2 separate regions of the Mus musculus genome follow, and region 1 is linked to region 2. A link is a contact called in public HiChIP or PLAC-seq data. All regions are on one chromosome and are shown on one strand. Each heading gives the region's core, a stretch centred on a gene start, on an enhancer-like site or on the middle of the called end of the contact. The rest is flanking DNA. Distances are from core to core; before and after follow the strand shown.

What was found. HiChIP or PLAC-seq counts read pairs in DNA pulled down with a chosen protein or histone mark.
Region 1: a contact with region 2 is called in a BATF HiChIP or PLAC-seq map of CD8 T cells, with 5 read pairs. The contact joins the enhancer-like site here to the promoter of Slfn5 in region 2. A contact is called at or near these places in 5 of 115 datasets of contacts at active chromatin or transcription factors (CD8 T cells, the SCID.adh cell line, bone marrow-derived dendritic cells and 2 more) and 3 of 9 other capture datasets (adipose tissue, liver and pancreatic islet).

What each region holds. Positions count from the first base shown.
Region 1 is chr11:83,073,661-83,079,594 of GRCm38.p6, forward strand. No RefSeq gene overlaps it. Among named protein-coding and RNA genes, the nearest start is that of Gm20234, 8.9 kb to the left of the region's middle. Within about 2 kb of position 4,556, at least 196 of the 459 cell types and tissues checked have an H3K27ac peak or open chromatin away from gene starts, as enhancers often do. A contact at or near this core is called in CD8 T cells, the SCID.adh cell line, adipose tissue and 4 more, where this site is marked.
Region 2 is chr11:82,946,920-82,953,522 of GRCm38.p6, forward strand. It overlaps Slfn5 (schlafen 5), which reads left to right and starts at 5,183. Exons shown (of 6, transcript NM_183201.4): 1 at 5,183-5,276. All of the region lies in intron 1 of Slfn5os (schlafen 5, opposite strand), which reads right to left.

The DNA of each region.
Region 1 (5,934 bases), core at 3,306-5,805, 130 kb after region 2:
CAATAGCAGGCCAAGAGCTGTTTTTCAAAGGGAGAATAGTTGTCTGCCGATGATGGTAGAGCTTTGCTCCAAAATCCCAAAGGTCTTTTCTGTGATTCACCTACAGGAGCCTGCCAGAGGCTCCAAACAGCATCTCTATCAGCCACAGACACCTCAAGTACCATCGGGTCTGCTGGGTCATATGGCCCAAGTGGTAGAGCAGCCTGCACAGCAGCCTGGACCTGTTGAAGGGCCTTCTCCTGTTCCAGGCCCCACACAAAGCTAGCAGCTTTCCGAGTCACTTGGTAAATAGGCCTAAGTAACACACCCAAGTGAGGGATGTGTTGTCTCCAGAATCCAAATAGACCCACTAAACGTTGTACTTCTTTCTTGGTTGTAGGAGGGGCCAGGTGCAATAACTTATCTTTCACCTTAGAAGGAATATCTCTGCATGCCCCCACACCACTGGACTCCTAAGAATTTCACTGAGGTAGATGGTCCTTGAATTTTGGTTGGATTTATTTCCCATCCTCTGATACGCATATGTGTTACCAATGAGTCCAAAGTAGTTGCTACTTCCTGCTCACTTGGTCCAATCAGCATAATGTCATCAATATAGTGCACCAATGTGATATTTTGTGGAAGATCCAGACGATCAAGATCCCTTCTAACTAAATTATGACACAGGGCAGGAGAGTTAATATATCCTTGAGGCAAAACTGTGAAAGTATACTGTTGGCCTTGCCAACTGAAAGCAAATTGCTTCTGGTGGTCCTTATGGACAGGTACTGAGAAGAAGGCATTTGCCAGATCAATAGCCGCATACCAGGTGCCAGGAGATGTGTTAATTTGCTCAAGTAACGAAACTACATCTGGTACAACAGCTGCAATTGGAGTTACTACCTGATTTAGTTTTCGATAATCAACTGTCATTCTCCATGATCCATCTGTTTTCTGCACTGGCCAAATAGGAGAGTTAAACGGAGATGTAGTGGAAACCACCACCCCTGCATCTTTCAAGTCCTTGATAGTGGCAGTAATTTCTGCAATGCCTCCAGGAATACGATACTGTTTTTGATTCACTATTTTCTTTGGCAGAGGCAACTCTAAAGGCTTCCATTTGGCCTTTCCAACCATAATAGCCCTCACTCTACAGTTCAGGGAACCAATATGAGAATTCTGCCAATTTCTGAGTATATCTATCCCAATTATACATTCTGGAACTGGGGAAATCACCACAGGATGTGTCCGGGGACCTACTGGACCTACTGTGAGTCGGACATCAGTCAAAACTCCATTAATCACCTGCCCTCCATAAGCCCCTACTTTAACTGGAGGGCCACAATGTTTCTTGGGATCCCCTGGGATCAGTGTCAACTCAGAACCAGTATCCAGCAGACCCCGAAAAGTCTGATTATTTCCTTTTCCCCAGTGTACAGTTACCCTTGTAAAAGGCCGTAGGTCCCTCTGGGGAAGAACTGGAGAAAGGGTAACAGCAAAACCTTTGAGTGTCTTATCAAGATCCTTCCTCAGCGGAACCTGGCCACCCCTTCATTCAAGGGGTTCTGGATCTGCAAACTGTCTCAAGTCTGGAAATTGATTCACTGGCCGAGATTGCTGTTTACCACGATCTAATGTAGCCTTTCTTTCATTTGTTTGAGAATTTTTCTGCTTATACAGATCAAACAAATATGCAGTAGGCTTCCTATGTATTTCATTCCTGGAAACACCATGATTGGTTAGCCAGTACCAAAGGTCCAACCAAGTCATGCCATTATAAATTTCACCTCTCCTGTGCTGACCATTACTGGGTATGTTATTATAAACATTCTTTTGTCTACGCTGTCCATTATAAAAACTAGAATCACCTTGTCTCCGGCGATTCAATGCTGCCACCTGGCCCTTGTTACCTCGGAATCCAACTAAACCCAGTGAATTTAATTCATCTAATTGAGCAGAAGCATCTCCAATGCTAAGATCTGGCACAAGGAAAAGGGAAAGAACAAAACCCTTCAAATGTGCTGGTGCCCCTCTCACCAATTTGCGTCTTATAGAGCTAGTGAAAGGCATATCTTCTGGACCTTCCCATTGTGGGCAATTATGCTTTACACAATATATCCACTCTAGCATTGCAATTTCCCTAAGTCTTAAAATCCCTTCATCAACACTAAGCCATGGAATATCAGGCATCTCCAAGTCATTTCCAGTAGGCCATCTTTTGATAAACACCTCAGCCAACCATTCAAACAAACTTTTGATACCTTTTTTAACTATGCGAGCTTCCGTATTAAACCTAGAATCTCTACTCAGAGGACCCATGTCAATAAACTCAGCCTGCTCTAGTCTTATGTTCCTTCCACCCTTATCCCACACCCTTAAAATCCATTCCCACACATATTCACCAGGTTTCTGCTTGAATGAATTAGCAAACTCATTAAGCTCCTTAGTAGTGTAGCGAATTTCCTCATGGACTACACTTTCTACCTCCCCTCTAGGAGCCTGTTTTGCTTTGAGTCTGGTTACAGGTCTAGAAGAAACTATTGGTGGGCCTTGAGAAACATCAGTAGTGAAAGTCATTGCTGGTTTATCAGACTCTGCAAAATTAATTTCCTCATGTGGCGAAGGCATTATTTCAAGGGGTGGGGCTGAGGGTACTACTTCCTCATGTGGGGCAAACCCTTGAGAATCTGAAGATTCAAAATTCTCAGCTTCAACATGGTCTTCCCACACATCCCCGTCCCATGTTGTAGGATCCCATTCTTTGCCAATTAGAGCCCTTACTTTAACTGTTGACACACTCTGAGGCTGAGACTTGAATTTTCGCTGTAGTTCAGCCAACCTTACAATGAGAGTTTCTGTTTGATTTTCTGCAACTTGAGCTCTATTGCTACAAGAGAGAAGATTCTCCTCAAGGACACACTTAGCAACTTTTAGATCGTTTACTTGTGTCTGGAGCCTTTCGATTTTATCACACAGCTCCTTCCTTTCATTCATCATTTTTTCCACAGATACTAAGAGCAGCCAGCCAGTAAAATCATTTTCCGATTTTTTCCCCATCTTGTAGAAAGCTTTGTGCACTGAATCACCTAATTCATTAAGAAAATCAAGGGCATTAGCTTCTTTAAGTTTGGAATATAGTTTCAACCATGGGTCTTCAAAATTCTCTGAGCTCCCAGGAGGGAGAGAATCTGGAGAGGTTTCAATGGTTGAAAGTGCTGGTGGATCAACAAGCCAATTCCAGTATTTTAAAAGATTCATCCTTGTACTTCTGTTACTCTAGAACTACTCCTGGTAACAACTTCTGTATTAGTCAGGGTTCTCTAGAGTCACAGAACTTATGGATAGTCTCTAGATAGTAAAGGAATTTATTGATGACTTACAGTCGGCAGCCCAATTCCCAACAATGGTTCAGTCGCAGCTGTGAATGGAAGTCCAAGGATCTAGCAGTTACTCAGTCTCACGCAGCAAGCAGGCGAAGGAGCAAGAGCTCGAGCTAGACTCCCTTCTTCCAATGTCCTTATATTGTCTCCAGCAGAAGGTGGAGCCCAGATTAAAGGTGTGTTCCACCACACCTTTAATCCCAGATGAAAGGCGTAGCCCAGATTAAAGGTGTGTTCCTTAAACTCGGAGATTCAATCTTCTGGAATCCATAGCCACTATGGCTCAAGATCTTCAAACCAAGATCCAGATAAGGATCTCCAAGCCTCCAGATAAGGGTCACTGGTGAGCCTTCCAATTCCGGATTGTAGTTCATTCCAAATATTGTCAAGTTGACAACCAGGAATAGCCACTACAGCCATCATTGGGAGGAGAGGCCCTTGGTCTTGCGAAAATCATATGCCCCAGTACAGGGTAATGCCAGGGCCAGGAGGCAGGAGTAGGTGAGTAGGCTGGGGGGGGGAGGGTATAGGGGATTTGGGGGATAACATTTAAAATGTAAATGAATAAAATATCTAAGAAAAAAGAAAAGAAAAAGAAACTCTTAAGTGTGACACCTGCTCTATGTAATGTCTGTGTGAATAAAATTTTACTGCAGCCCACTGGCTGTGTTCTAGGTAGCGAGGGTGAGGAGGGTGGTATTGACAGGGTGGGCAAGGTCACTGATTTGTGGGTGTAGGTCAGACTAACTGGACTGGGGGGGAATGGGGAAACACTAATGGGCACTTATGATTAAATGGAACAACCTACAACAGGACACAACTATGGAAAGGACACAGTGAAACCCATCATCCTTTATGCTAAAGGTAAGCAAAACCTAAACATGGTAGCACAGGCCTGGAATCTCAGACCTGGGGAGGAGGAGGCAAGAGGTTCAAGCACTTAAGACACTTTGTGTACACAGGAATTTACTTGATAAAACTCTGCTTTAAAAAACAAAGGTGAGACAAAGAAAGGAAAAATATAAAAGCAACAGTTGAGCAAATATTGAAAAAAGAACTGCAAGATTGCTTTTTTCCCCAGTGTACTTAGATCCTTCTGAGAAATGGTCTCAAGTCAGCACTTACATTCTTCTCCTTTAGTGTTCTAAGAAGGAGGAAATAACTGTGGGTGTTATTCTCCCCCTTTAAGGTTGGAAGGGCCTCACAGAGTTCTGCTTTCCTTTTCTGCGAAATCGAAACCTAACAAGGGTGAGGCCTCAGGAAGGAAGTCAAACCTGGCCCTTTGCCTGGGCTTGCTTCACTGCTCTGGGTTCCAATGACTCTGTCTTCATCCTGAGGGTTTCCACCCAGCTCGGTCCAGCTCAGGACTCCTGAACAGGTTTCTGGATGTTTTCCTGATCAGGGTTTCAGCACCTTTCTCTGTTTTCAGAAGAGCAGAATCTATGGGACTTTTTAGTTCCCCAGGTAAATCCAGATTATTTGGAGAGATTACAGCATACACTGTCAATAGGAAGGAGGGTCAGGAAAGAGATGCAGGAACTGACAGGTGAACACCTGCGCTCTGTGGCTCTGAGGCCCCCCAGCTACACCTGTGCTCGCATGAACCTGAGGCAGGCACATTGGCTCCATCTTTTCACTAATTGTGGAAGAGAAGATCAGTTCTGATAGGTGGGAGTGCTTAGCTCTCCCCCTACCCCCACCCCAACACATCTTTGCTTCCTCTAGTGTCCACCGGGCAGGTTGCTGTGACTTTTCTTAGGACAATGTGAGTAAACTCACTTCCATTCCAGAGAGGCTCTGAACACAATCCAAGGAATTAACTGCACCCCAGCCTAGCTTGGTGAATTGAAGACATTACTGGGGTTACTTCCAGGACTGTTGATCACACCAAGGCAATATATTACCAATAGTGAAGGGTACTGTGGGTAATGGTTCAGCTGTATCCTGGAGGCTGCCTACTCACCTTGCAGGGCGTGTCCCCCAGAGAATCTCCTTCTCCCTTTGCCAAAAAACCTTAGTGTCTGTAGTTTTGAATCAGTGAGGAGTCGTTATCTTTTGGAGAGTCATGATAGCTGATTATCTTGGGGGTTGTTTGTAAATTTCTTTTTTTTTTAAATTTTTTATTGATTCTTTGTGAGTTCCAAATCATGCAACCCAATCCTGCTCATCTCTCTGTCTTCTCATATTGAAAGGATGACATAAGGGCTGGTGAGGTGACTCAGCGGGTAAGAGCACTGACAGCTCTTCCCAAGGTCCTGAGTTCAAATCCCAGCAACCACATGGTGGCTCACAACTGCCCGTAATGAGATCTGATGTCCTCTTCTGGTGTATTTGAAGACAGCTACAGTGTACTTATTTATACTAATAAATAAATATTTTTAAGAGAGAGAGAGAGAGAGGATAACATAAATCCCATTTGTCCCCATATTAGAACCAGTCCTTACTTCAAAAGAAAAGCCACCATTCCCAGGAACTAGGCCATAAGTCACCAGTTCCAGGAACAGACCATGCATTCCAGAAATAAGGTCATAAATCCCCCATGCTAAAGACCAGCCTAGAGATAACCACAAGGAAG
Region 2 (6,603 bases), core at 3,933-6,432:
CACAATCACACACATACATATGCACACATACACAATACGTATATACACAATCACACACACATGCCCACACAACCACACACATAAATGTCCACACAACCACATACACACATATATATGCACACACACACACACACACACACACACACACACACACACACACACCCCAGTTACTTTAAAATGAATGGCTGTCATCTGGAGCAGTTTTACTTGCTTTTAGAGAGTATGTGTTTGTGGGAGTACAGTATGTACACATGAATGTGGGCACTGAGAAGACCTGAGGTCTCAGATCCCCCAGGGCTGATGTTACAGGTAATTCTCACCCCCCTGAGTGGTGAGGACTGGACTGGGGTCCTCTGGAAGAGCAGTGTGCTTTTACTGCTGAGCCATCATTTCTCCACCCTGCTGGAGCAGTTGAATGTTCAAGGAAAAGTAGACCAGAATGCAGAGGGTTCCCACATACCTTTTATCCTCACACAAGGATGTTTGCTGCACAGTAGCACATTTGTTACAGCCGATGAGCCTACACTGATGTAGCATAATTATTCAAAGCCCTCAGGCTGTGTGTGTTAGGATTCCTTCTGGGTTGTGTGGCCTGTGGGTTTTGACAAACGCTGTCATTGCGGTATACACAGAACAGTCTCTCCTCTGCCTACAACCTCTCTGAGCACAGGACCAGCAAGGTAGCTACTTGCTTTTCAGTGGCACACCCAGGAAATGTGTTGGTTAACAAGCTGGTTTCCTTTTATCAAGAATTCGAGAATTTGAAAGTTTCTCCAGCTGTTACAGGGCCTACCTTTTGTTTTGTTTAACAACCTCAGAGTGAAAGCAACCATGTGTGCAGAAAGTGACTGGGAGGAAGGGCAAGGGAGGAGCAGCCTAGTTCCGAGCTGACTCCTTGTGCCTTGTGATGTGCTTGGTGCCTCACTGTGAACTCCCCTGGTGTGGATTCAAATCCCTTAATATCTTGGAAGGTTTTTTCCTAAATTAAAACCTCAGTCTTCCTTAATTCAATCATATCTAGTTAATGTGCTTTGGCTTTATGACTTTATTTTTGTTGTTGTTGTTTGTTTTTTTTTTTTTTTTTTTGAGACAGGGTTTCTCTGTGTAGCCCTGGCTGTCCTGGAACTCGCTCTGTAGACCAGGCTGGCCTGGAACTCAGAGATCTGCCTTCCTCTGCCTCCTGAGTGCTGGGATGAAAGAAGTGTACCACCGCCTGGCGATGAACTTCTCTTTTAAAGTGTGTATTTCACTGCTGAGTGATTTCCTCCTGCTTGATAGGTTACAAGAAGAACCACCTTAGTTATAAATGTTCACTATCGATACTTTTTTTGAGATCTTATTCATTTTTCTTTTATGCATATGGGTGTTTGCCTGTGCCTGGATCTGTGAACCATGCACCCGCAGAACCCTTTGAGGTCAGAAAGGGCATCAGATCTCTTACAACTGGAGCTACAGAGAGTGGTGAACCATCATGTGGGTGCTGGGAATCGAAACCAGATCCTTTGAAAGAGCAGGGAACGCTCTTAACTCCTAGCCTTCTCTTCAGCCTCCCAAGCAATTGTTCTTAAAATTGAGCGTCAACATCTCATGAACTGCCAACAAGTTTCCGCTTTCCACTTGAATACTAAGATAGCCCCAGAGCCTAGGAAGCTTAGACTTCCAGAACATTCCAAGAAAGCAGGGTCTGATAGCATCCTTGTGAACATCACAGGCAGTCAGGACGACCTCTTTTATTTTATTTTAATTTATTTATCTACATTCCTTCTTTTTAGCCAAAATTTTGTTTTCAATACATCCTGACCCCAGTTTCTCTGCCCTCCATTCCTTGCAGTGTTGCCCCCCACCACCCTCCTCTCCTTTAGATCCACTCCTCCTCTGTTTCCCTTCAGAAAAGAGCAAGCCTCCCAGGGTTAGCCCCTGAACATGGCATAACAAGTTACAATAAAACTAGGCACAAACCCTCCTATCAAGGCTAGGTGAGACAACCCAGGAGGAGGAAAAGGGTCCTGAGATCTGAGAGTGTCAAGAGATGTACACCCCCCCCCCCCACACACACACATACACACCTCAATCACACTGTGAGGAGTTCCACAAAAGCACCAGGTTAATCAGCCACAGCAAGTACTCAGAAGACCTCGCAAGGACAGATACAGGTTCTGTGATTGCTGCTTCAGTCTCTGTGAGCCCGGGTGAACCCGGCTTAGTTGATGTCTGTAGGCCATGTTCTCCTGGTGTCCTCAACCCCTCAGGCTCCTACAGTTTTTCCTCCCCCCTTTTCCGTGGGGCTCCCAGAGTTCCAAGGAAAGAGATCCGATGGAGATATCTCTCTGTCTAATCTTTTGGCTCCGATGACCATATCTTTATTTTAAGGTCAGTTGATTCATAGCCTCTGGTTCATCTGTTGTCTTAATTCTCCGCCAGGAAACATCACATGCTTTCCTGTTTGCTGGAGTAGGAAATGGCCGTCTTTGGAAAGAAAGTCACTTCTCTACGTGGTAACATTCATTCTCAGTAGGTGAAAAGTTGTCTGCTGGAGATTTGGAGGGTAAAGCCCAAACCTGGCAACCCCCAATAAACTGACTCAGCCACCCATCCTAAATACAACAATTAGAGAAATAAGTAGTAGTGACAAGCAGAGAAAGAGTTATTCAGTGTGGGAGGCCACACATCGGGGAGAGGATCAAACAAGGAGGCCCAGTGACCCACAAGTCCTTCTAGGCACTGATGTCAAGCTTAGAGTTAAACAGAAGCTGAGGGTGTGCAGAATTCAGTACTCCTGGTCAAGGTGTAGTCTTGCTAGTAAGTTGACCCATTGCTGTCTGGGTTCTGTCTGTCCTGCAAGTTGTCTGAGCTGTGGGAAAGCACTTCCAGAGAGTCAGTTCCTTCTCTAGCTGCCACCTCTCCTTTTCCCAGTGTGAGATTCCCCCAAGTAGTTTCCAAGCCCACTGTCTCAACTGACAATCCAAAGGGAGGGCACTCTCTAGAGAATTTTTTAAAACTACTTTTTAAAAAAAAATTATTATTATATGTAAGTACACTGTAGCTGACAGACCAGAAGAGGGTGTCATATCTCACTACGGATGGTTGTGAGCCACCATGTGGTTGCTGGTATTTGAACTCAGGACCTTTGGAAGAGCAGTCAGTGCTCTTACCCGCTGAGCCATCTCACCAGCCCCTCTAGAGAATTTTTGTTTCTGCTAAGGTGATTGCAATCTGAGGGAAAAGTGCAGAAAGAAAATTCCAAGCCTCTTCTGTTTTTCTGTTCCCCCAACAGAAAATTGAGACTTGGTTGAAGGACTAAGCTTCCTGAGAAGAGCCCTATCTACTGGGACAGGAAAAGAGTCAGGGCACTCTCGGACCTCAGTGTAGGTGCTCTGCAGGATAGGCTCTTCCTACATTAACTGTGCTATGTATTGTTCATTTAAACAGATGTTGATAAAACATCAATTTCCTCTCGAGACCGAGCTCGTTTTATTCCACTTTATCAAATGGCAAACATTGTAAGGAGCGTTGTAAGCATGTCTATGAAGAGTTTACTTTTAACTCGCTGTCAGGAATGGTTAAAGAGGCCTAGAGAGGTAGCTCAAATCTGAGTTTCATCTCTACAAACCGGGTGTTTGTAATCCCAGTGCCTGGAAGGCACAGAGGAAGCACTGGGTGCTTGCTGGCCCACCATCTTGGCCTATTTGGTGAGTTCAATGAAAGAGCCTGTCTCAAAACGAGGCAGAAGGTGTTTACAGAAGGGCAGATGAACTGTCTGTCCTCTGGCCTTCTTGTATAAACATGCATGTGCATGTATAGCTGTACATGTGTGTGTACCTGCACACACATGGACACATATGGAGAGTGAGAAATGTATCTTTGCTTAAAGGGGAATATTATATACCAGTTATCTGGATTTCAAAGAAGAAATGTAAAAAGGCTGACCAGGCTTTATGCTTCTGGCTGCTATGAAAGGGTGTGGTCGCCAGGTCCCAGTCCCCGTGCCTTCTCCACCCCCTCCCCCCATGAGTCACAAGGCTACAGAATCCAACATGAATCTCTCTGTGACACCCTTGGGCTTTTCTGGACTTACTGACTGCAGCCTCCAACTGTGTTGACTGCAGGAGAAGGGAAAGTGCTGGCAGCTGAGTCTCTAACTAATAGAGAGATTATTAATGGCTTTAAATCTCTTTAACAGCACCCCTCCCCCTTTCCGCTTCCTTTAGCTTGCTTCTTTAGTCTGTTGGGGAGGAGGGAACCTGATTTGTTCCCCCAGCTCCAGGGGTTCTGGGGGTATCCATGCCTGAGTTGTAAAGAGTTAAGAGAAATATGTACTCGCCAGAACATTAAGAAGCGCAAAGAAGGGCAGGAGAGGACAGTTGGCTCCAGGACTGGAGGAATGCTTAGGGTCGGGAAATCTAGGCTGGAGTTAGCCCCCTGGGAGCTCAGTCCTTTTCCGCCTCCACCCTCACTCCCAGTTGCAGCATATCCTGCTCTGGATCCTTTCGAACTACCCTGTCCCCCCCTTCAGCCCCCAAGCAGCAACTTGTTCTGCAGGAAACCGCGCCTGGAGGGTAAAGGTAGAGGAAAGCAGGGCGGGGGTGGGACGCGGGGGATATCAACAATCTGGAACGTTTGGGGAAGTGGAGATAAAGGAGGGCCAAAAAATGGGAATGGGTGGGTAGGGGAGTCGGGGGTGGGGGACTTTTGGGATAGCATTGGAAATGTAATTGAAGAAAATACGTAATAAAAAAAAAAAAAAGGAGGGCTTTAATTTTCTGCCTCTTGTTTTTCCAGGTGCCTCCACCGACCCATCATCCTGAAGATCGCTGTCCTTGGTAAGCTGAAGATCTTGCTGTGAGGATTCCAGCAGAAACCAGGGAAACTGAGGGACTTTCAGGCACCGAGGAGAGGGACCCTGGAGCAGTGGAGTCTGAAGGGTCCCGTGAAGGGTCAAGTAGGGTCGGGGAGGTTTGGGGGACATGGGATTGTGCCAGGTTTCCTTCCCTGAGTGGCCGTAAGAACTATTAACGCCCCTTCAAAGTGAAAAAGAAAAAAAAAAAAGCTCTTCTCTTTCTTAAAGTTAACTGAGGTTACTGGAAGCACTGGGGTTTCCTGGTCCATGGAACAGGACTGCTTTCTGCAGATTGCCCCGCCCCATGCGATGTCACTGCGCTCAGCTGATTTAAGGACAAGAGCACACAGGGTAGAGGTCTCCACTCTGGACCCAGGACATCAGCTCTGATTCCAGGAGACGGGGCGCCCTGCGGGCTGCGGAGGACAGACTCCGGCGGGTAACGGGTTCCTCTTAGTCTTTTGCACAAGTTTTTTTATCAGATCCAGGGTCATCAGGTTCCCCCGCGAGGTTGTGGGGAGGCAGGGTGCCGCGCCTGAATTCCAGAGTTCGCTTCCTATAACCTGTGGTAACATCCATGGATAGCCGGCTGGGAAGCATCTGGGGCCCATAGGCTTAGGCGGCAGAGGGCCGGAGGTGTTGAAGGCTTGGGAAGGGAAGTCCCGGGGAAGGTGGCCGAGTGAGGAGAGGGACCTATCTCGGGGAGGAGACGAGAAGTGTCCGGTCTATCACCAGAGTCACCTTTAAACCTCTGGCTTGGTGCCTACAGAGCCCAGTGTCTGTGATAACTGATAACGCGGTTAACAACAATTCAGTGGGCAGACCAAAGAAGCAGGTCTGCAAAGCATGATTCTGTGACTTTGTTTCCCTTTAAACAGGGTGGTTCTGAAAGCAGAAGTGGCAGGGGAAGTGATCAGAGAGATGAAAGCACTTGGTAGTAGCTCCTCAGGTCCTAGGGTTGGGGTGAGGTGGTTGCTCGTGGTTCAGAGGCAAGGCCCTAAGAGGAAGTGGGTGTACTGTCTGAAGTTCTCCAAAGCTGGGTTTGTCGTGCCTGGGAAATAGAAACTGATCCCTAATGTGTGTGTGTGTGTGTGTGTGTGTGTGTGTGTGTGTGTGTGTGTGTGTGTGTGGTGGGGAAGTGGGAGAGGGGAATAGGCAGGAACTGAGGGTTTCTGTGTCTGAACCTATGGCAGAGCAGTGACTTAGTGCCACAGCACGCTGAACCGGATGGAAGGGTTTAAATGCCAGAAGACATTTAAACTTTAAATGCCTCTATCTTTGTGAAAGTGAAAGAAGAGACTGACATGGCTGTGGATTTTCCAGATGGGATAGGAGTTCTGCCAATCAGAAAGCAGAACTCCATTTCTGAATTATTGACATAGCAGGAGGACTTTCAGGAGTCGCTGCTGGACCCAAAAGGCAGTCTCTACATTCTAATGTCTTTGTTGGTGAAAATATGAAACAAAACGAAAAACTACTCTCAAACTTCTCGAGGGTATTACTTCCTGCTCTTATGTAACTGCAAGGGAGGAGAGGAGGTGTCTTTTAAATTGTGCACAGTTTGTAAAGCCCACTGTTCTCCTCAGCACACAGTAGGTTTTCACTGAGAGGGCACTTGGTGGATCTAAGAAGTCTAGACTTATAACAAGCAAGGGAGAAGGAAAACAAAGATTAGAGGCATCTAAAAGTCTTAAAATGCCAGGTGAGACCCACACCCGTTAGTCCCAGCACTGGAAAGACAGTCGCAGGTGGATCTCCAGAAGTTC